2 separate regions of the Danio rerio genome follow, and region 2 is linked to region 1. The links are chromatin contacts, called in public HiChIP or PLAC-seq maps. All regions are on one chromosome and are shown on one strand. The core of a region is the stretch at or near the end of the contact, and the rest is flanking DNA. Distances in the headings are between cores, read along the strand shown.

Region 1 (3,527 bases), core at 11-2,510:
AGTATTTTTTATTTTTTTTTGTTACAATCAGGGGTTCGTTCTTCGTACGTGGATTACTCAGTTAGCTGGATTTGGACGATTTGACACGATCCAGGATCATTTCGTTCTTCAAAGTTGATCCGAGAGTTGTTGTCATAGCAACAGTTCCGGTAGATCAAACCTGCTCGGCAGCAGGCTCAATTCATATAAACAGGATTAGATCGGGTTAGTTTTTGCAAAGAAAATACTGTAAGTATGTACCAAATGCTGATATTTTCTTACAGTAGTAGTTATATACACTTTGGAAAATAATAAAACTTGGAATCTGCACCCCCGAAATGAAAGTACAAAGACTGCCAAAGAGAAAACTTATAGATATGAACTTTTTAGATCGCTTTAGAACAATTTGTGTATAATAGAAATGCACGATTTGTGACTTTTTTTAAAAGCAATAATACATATGTAGTCATAAACATGTTTTAACAGTTAATGTGACGGTGATTTGATGCTTCACAAAAGTTGCAGACACCTTTACCAATATCAAAATGCTTTTGTAAACATCCAGTTATTCTTTACACCTATATAAAAAATGGCTACTAAGTTATGATAAAGAAAATCTTTTCTAAATGTAAAACTAAATACACTGATATGCATTGAAATAGATGATGAATACTATTGACACATGAAAGTGTAAAGACTGCAGCTCACAACAACTGTGGAAGGTTATTGCGTGTCATATTTAACTAACGGTTTACTGCTAATTTGATGTAATTTTGCTCATATGGATAATGGAATATTAATCAGATGATGTCATTACGCTACTGTGCCGTCAGCCAATCGTTGCATTGCTGATCATGATTTCAAGGATCGATAGATCTGTCCTTCACAACACACGCAGCGATCTCAGATCAGTTTATCCAGACATTCTAATCTGATTCGCGAACTTGTTTGAAGAACCAAATTAGGAAGAGATCAGTTATTGAGATGAAAAGATCCAGGATCTGCCAAATCATCTTAGATCTTTTAAGCGAGGTAAGTTACGAAGAACGGACAGGAGATCACAATAATTAACCCCCAAAATCCAAAGCAGCGCAAATTCTGTGGCTTCGCAAAAATGATAAAAGTGTCAAACTCACCACAGATGAGGAGAAACACATGCAGAAACATCATAAACCAGCAAACTGTTGTGTTTGCAATAAGGAAAAACGCTAAACACGTGCAGACATTTCTTCTTTCTTTAACTTACTAAACTAGCCTGCAGGAGACTCATTAGAAACAGATGGCCAACCAAAAAGTAACTCAGGGTTATACAAAGAGAGGCCAACACAATATACATATATTGCTAATATGTGAGTGCCTTCTCACACTCAACACACTACAATTACTATAGTATAAATGCAGCAATACAACATAAAAAGAGAGAGATCGACTTCATCATTTACATGTTTATTAATGATTTGATCAGCTGTAGTTTAAAACCTCCTTTTCAGCCCGGGAGTTTCAAGCCTCAGACTGGCCCACCTCAGTTCACGACTGACTATATTAAAATAAGGTCATTTCCAATTCAGTTTCTAATGACACTATCACGTCTTTTTTGAGAAAACAACTGCTTTAGAACTTCAAATGTTCAACAACCCTAACAGTATTATATGTCTTAACAATAAAAATGAAAATAATAAAAATCACTCAGATGAGGATCGAACCCGGGTCTGCGGGGTCGAAAACTAACATGCTATCCACTGAACCACAACAGCTGTTCAGCTAAGTTTGATCAAGTTATATCATCATTAACCTGCAAGCCGCAACTTGCTCACTGAGCTGCGAGAAAATAGATAGAAGAGTAGAGCTGCGGTAAAATAATGAATAAAAAGACTGTGGTCAAGTAAATAAATAAATTAATTTAAAAAGTGTACTGCTGAGAGCAACCAATTCTTTAGCTAGGGATACCGGCCCTCGCGGCCAAAAAACAGACCGGCCCACCGGGAATTCTCCCGGTCAGGGGCGGACTGGCCATCTGGCAATTCTGGCAAATGTTCCTCAAATTCCTCAATACTGGCAAAATTCCTCAAATAGAGGAACCAATTTTTTAAATGTGGGCCGGTCAGTTTTTTTTTAATATGTATTGTTTTTAAGTGCAGACAGCTTTTATCTCTTGCTAGATGTGATATTATGATGATGATAATAAAAATAATTATGATAAATGTTAAGCATTTGGCACAATCGGCAACTGCCGCCTGGTTTCAAGATGGGCCAACCCAATCCAAGGTTACCCGGACATAATCAAAATATGGCAAAAATGTCATATTATTTCACTATCTTTACACCAAAATAAATAGTGAATGTGCGTGTCCGTGGGTGGGGCTGTGTCGGTGTGGTAATGTGGGCTGGTGTGGCAACAGTGCCAGGGCTTATTTTTTGCCCCAGTCCGTCCCTGGCAACACTTATTTTTCCACAATGCCATTAACTTTGCAAACCAAGATCAGCATGAAAACACAGCAAATCCAATGCGTTCATGCAGTGCACCATAGTTTGTTAAGAGAGAGATTAAGAGCGATAATAACATGTTCATACAGAGTGTCTAATTTGTATAGACAGAGATAAGAAGCTAATAAGAAAATGTGTTTATCATTATGTCCTCCTGATAATTCAAATCTGGCACTCAAAAAGTTTTTGTTCACCTCCTCCTTAGTTATAAGATCAGCCCTCAGGCCCTGACGCAAACAGTTCTTACTTCTGGCAAACCAATATGAGTGCAACTTTAGAACCACTTTTCTAGTTCAGAGATGGTCTGAACCAACACTCGAACTGCCAATGGAAAAGGAGAAATATGACCAATCAGAGTACACTCTCACAAGGGTGGGATTTAAAAAGACCTTAACTTAAACAATTTAGACACTGTCAAAAGATCTAATGCAATGTATAATATGAGAACATGCTCTTTTTTTACCTATGGAGGTAACCTATAAATGTAAGAGTTCTGCCACTCTGGTCATGTTAATTCTTGTTTTGGTGGCAGAATCCGGACACCAGTCATGTCTAGTCCTGTCCTGCTGTGCTCGGCTCAAGTTTTCTTGGGTTGAGCACTTGTTTCTGTCATTGTGTGTGTCTCCGTGTGCGCCCAAGTGTGCCCAGAGCGTGCGCGCTCCCGCTGGATGCAGCCGCGCGGGCTCTGTGTGCCTCTGACGCGCGCGCTCTTTTATTTGTGTTTTCGTCTGTCTGCAGCGTGGTGTTTCATTCACAGCGTCTCAGTCTAGTTGGTTTCGGTTTTGATCGGCGCTGGGATGAAGCATGCACGCTGCGTGTGTGAGCGCACGGTGAGTGTTTTCATTCATCGTGTGCTCATGTCTTGCGTCTGTTGTCAAAGCACGTGGCTATGTGTTTACATTGTGGTCACGTGCTTTTGTTGTGTGCTTCAGTGTTGGTCTTGTCTTGAACATGCGGTTAATGAGTTCTCTCATTGGCTGCATGTTCTTGTCCTGTTTTATGTGAGCGCATGGCTTGTGTTGTCTCTCTGTGTCATGCGCTCTCCCATCTACTGTCTAGTCCCA
Region 2 (3,295 bases), core at 145-2,644, 110 kb before region 1:
CTGAATTAGCGAAAAAAATTTAACTTTACCTCAAAATGAATCTGACAAATAATTTCATTAGTAAACAAAAGATAAAGACAACCTGCCCAATTTAAGCTTCACTGGTCTCTCAGCTCGATTATTCGTATATAACATTTTCGGAAGAACACTTAACGTGAAGACATAGCACAACATATTACTTCTAAATTGAAGCTTTTCAGATGCCAAAATATACATTAAGTTGAACTTGGCATCCATGCGACTAGCTTAATAACTTAGCTTAGCAAATGAATCAGGACGCGTAAATACAACCTTAAACTCATTAGGAAATATCTCAAAAGCCGTAAATAAATAAAACTTGAACAGCAAATAATAATTTACAACCATTTTAATAATCACGTTACTAATCTGTCCGCGACACTGTGGGAGATCAAGGCCCTCATGCTAATCGCTAACCTGTGCGCTAACAAAAACAACACAGGCGATACGTGCTGCTTTATAAAACGGCATATTGGAATAAAATATCGTGCACAAAAGCCCACTTACTTCTCCTCGCAATGAAGCTCGGTTAAATACGTGAAAATAAGTGCTGAGATGAAGAATAGAGCGTCACTTTTGGAGAAGCTTGAAAGTGACAACAAAAAATGGCTGAGGGGATATAGTCGAAATTCTGGTTCCGGTATATACATATTTAACTTCCGGTCGTGGTGCCGCTGTTGTGATTGAAAGGGTTTTGATTTTATTTATCAAATGTCCTAAATTATTTGCATTTTGCTTCCAATTTCTCTATATGCTATTTTATAACTATAAGTTTGTGACATTCGTTAGTTGAATTCCATTATTCAATGTTAGTTAATGCATAAAAATGAATTTAAAATGATAATGAATCGTTCAATATTAGTTCATGTTAAAGTCTAATAACAAATACAAATGTTTAGTACTTTTATTACTACTTTTAGGATTTTTAGTACTTGTACAATGCATATCCGCAAGTAAATGTTTAAATGAAATTAACTTAGATTATAAAATGTGAAGAATTTGACACTTTTTGTTAACCAATAATGCTAATAATTATAACATTATTCAACATTATAATGCAGTAATATATGCACCTTTTGTAAAGCTGCTTTGAAACTAAGATGAAAAGTGCCATACAAATAAACTTGAATTGAGTTATTCTTGGTTTCTGTGGGTCTTTACAAGTTTTAATTTGCTTTTTTTTTTCTCGGGGCAAGCAGAAAAACAAACATCCACAAAGTTATGGCACTTGCACAAATGATATCCCATTATGGGTGTACTTGGCATTATTTGCCTCTTCTGTGCTGCGTTTACTCAGGCAGAAGCTCCAAACCTGAAGTCGGCGCTCTCTTTCGGTTCTTCACGCGCTGCATGTGACGTCATTTAGGTTTTTTAAAGATTAGTTTTTTCCTCTTAGGGCTCAAGAAGCCATGGACAGTTTTGTGTTTCTGCGGGTACAGTTGCCTCTAACAGTATTATTGTCATGTGTGTTTACATTGACCCTCTGCAGTGAAATGAATTGTGTAACATGCGGGTCGGTGGTGAAGTTGATCAACGTGAAACACAACGTCAGATTACACTCTCACGATGTCCGCTATGGGTCTGGTGAGTGAGTGACTCATTCATAAATGCTGCTCGTCCAGTCTCGATGACAGCCGTTTGATGTGTTATACAACGTAATTAACAAAAACGTTAAATGTTAACTTCTATATTATTCGTTTGTAAATGTGTTTAAAGCCTACACATTGTTTAGGATTGGGTGCATTTGCTTACCAAGAGTCTTTCTTTATAATCATCATGCAGTAAAACAGCGACATTGTGTTTCTTAATCGTTGTGATGGTAATTTGAAAGTCATTAATTCATTCATTGTCATGGTTGTTCAGAAATGAATACTTTAATTTCTGCGCCCTATTCATTACTGTTCAACTCATTGAATTGGCCTTCTCTTCAATCACGTCGACAAATTCATTGGTTTCTATTCATTTACACAGCTCCTATTGGGAAAACACTTCTTAACATCCAGAAAACATGTTGAAACCTGCGCTCTATTCTGGTAGTTTTATTAACCTTCGCACTTCATTTGGTCGCTAACGTTACTTTTTTCAGTTGACCTTAAAGCTCAACGCTTTCATTCCACTAACATTTTTTAAAAATCAGTGCCGTTAATAGTATTAGATCACTGTGATTGTTTTTAGTTTTTCCTTGGTTTAACATGTTATTATTTGCATTTGTGAAATTGTTATTGTATTTTGTTCCTGCTGCTTTATATCTGCTTTTTTTATGTTGCCTCTTTGCCTGGTAATCACTTGACTTACCTAAATTAAATTAAGGTTATTATTAATTACACTACTGATATTCTCATTTGGTGCTCAAAGTATTAAAAAAATATCACCAGTGTTTAAGATGCTTCAATGTTCTTGCTTCTCAACACAAACTATTTTACATACACATGTGAAATAGAAATTTAGGCCATTACTCACAAGAAGAAAGTCTTTATATTTAAAAACTGATTACCAATATACAGGCTAATAGCCTACAGTAGGGCTGAACAATATATAGTTTGAGCATTGACATTGCAATGGATGTATCCACAAAAGTCACATTACAGGATTATATTGTTTATTAAAGGATAATGATATTAATAAATATTATTTTATAGTATTATTATTTCATTCCATGATAACCATGTTATTTTACATTTGATTGGTCGATATATTTCGTTAGTGTTCGTTTCCCCAGAAAACCATAAAGCACTTCTTTATTTAACTTTTATCATTAAATTATGCTTGCAATTTATAATTTTTATGCAGATGGACTGATCACCCCAGTGAATCTAATTTAATAGATTAGTAGATATTTTCCAAATAGACCTATTTAAATCAACAGGTGAAATTATATTCATATTGCAATATATATTGCATCAAAGCAAAATATCGCAATGTTTCAATACCGTGCACCTCTGGCCTACAATGCATAATCGCTTGCAAAAAAAAATTGAAAACATACAGTGGACAACTGCAGAAAATGAGAAAACAGCAAGGAAACATTTACATCCTTCTTTTCCTAACATCATTGTCAGGTTGCAATTCTGAAGAAATCCATATTCTAACTTATTTTCTTATTGGGCTAGTAATGGAAACACAAAAAAGCAGTTATTGGCTGATTGATAAACCGATATGGTCACTGATGTATTAATCATCTCTAATAGAATTCTTCTATAATAAAGTAAAATTCTGTTTTTAATTGCCTTAATGCATCCTTGCTTCACATAAATTAATTAATATAAATGTGTTATTA

Evidence for each region. HiChIP or PLAC-seq counts read pairs in DNA pulled down with a chosen protein or histone mark.
Region 2: a contact with region 1 is called in an H3K4me3 HiChIP or PLAC-seq map of gastrula embryo, with 3 times the contacts expected there. The contact joins the promoter of sdf2 here to the promoter of caln2 in region 1. A contact is called at or near these places in 2 of 4 datasets of contacts at active chromatin or transcription factors (embryo and gastrula embryo).

The regions. Positions count from the first base shown.
Region 1 is chr21:29,011,215-29,014,741 of GRCz12tu, reverse strand. caln2 (calneuron 2) reads right to left here and starts at 1,260. Exons shown (of 6, transcript XM_068216058.2): 1 at 1,116-1,260.
Region 2 is chr21:29,121,526-29,124,820 of GRCz12tu, reverse strand. It overlaps sdf2 (stromal cell-derived factor 2), which reads left to right and starts at 1,394. Exons shown (of 3, transcript NM_200039.1): 1 at 1,394-1,602. The coding sequence starts at 1,428. It overlaps supt6h (SPT6 homolog, histone chaperone and transcription elongation factor), which reads right to left and starts at 597. Exons shown (of 37, transcript NM_145118.1): 1 at 526-597.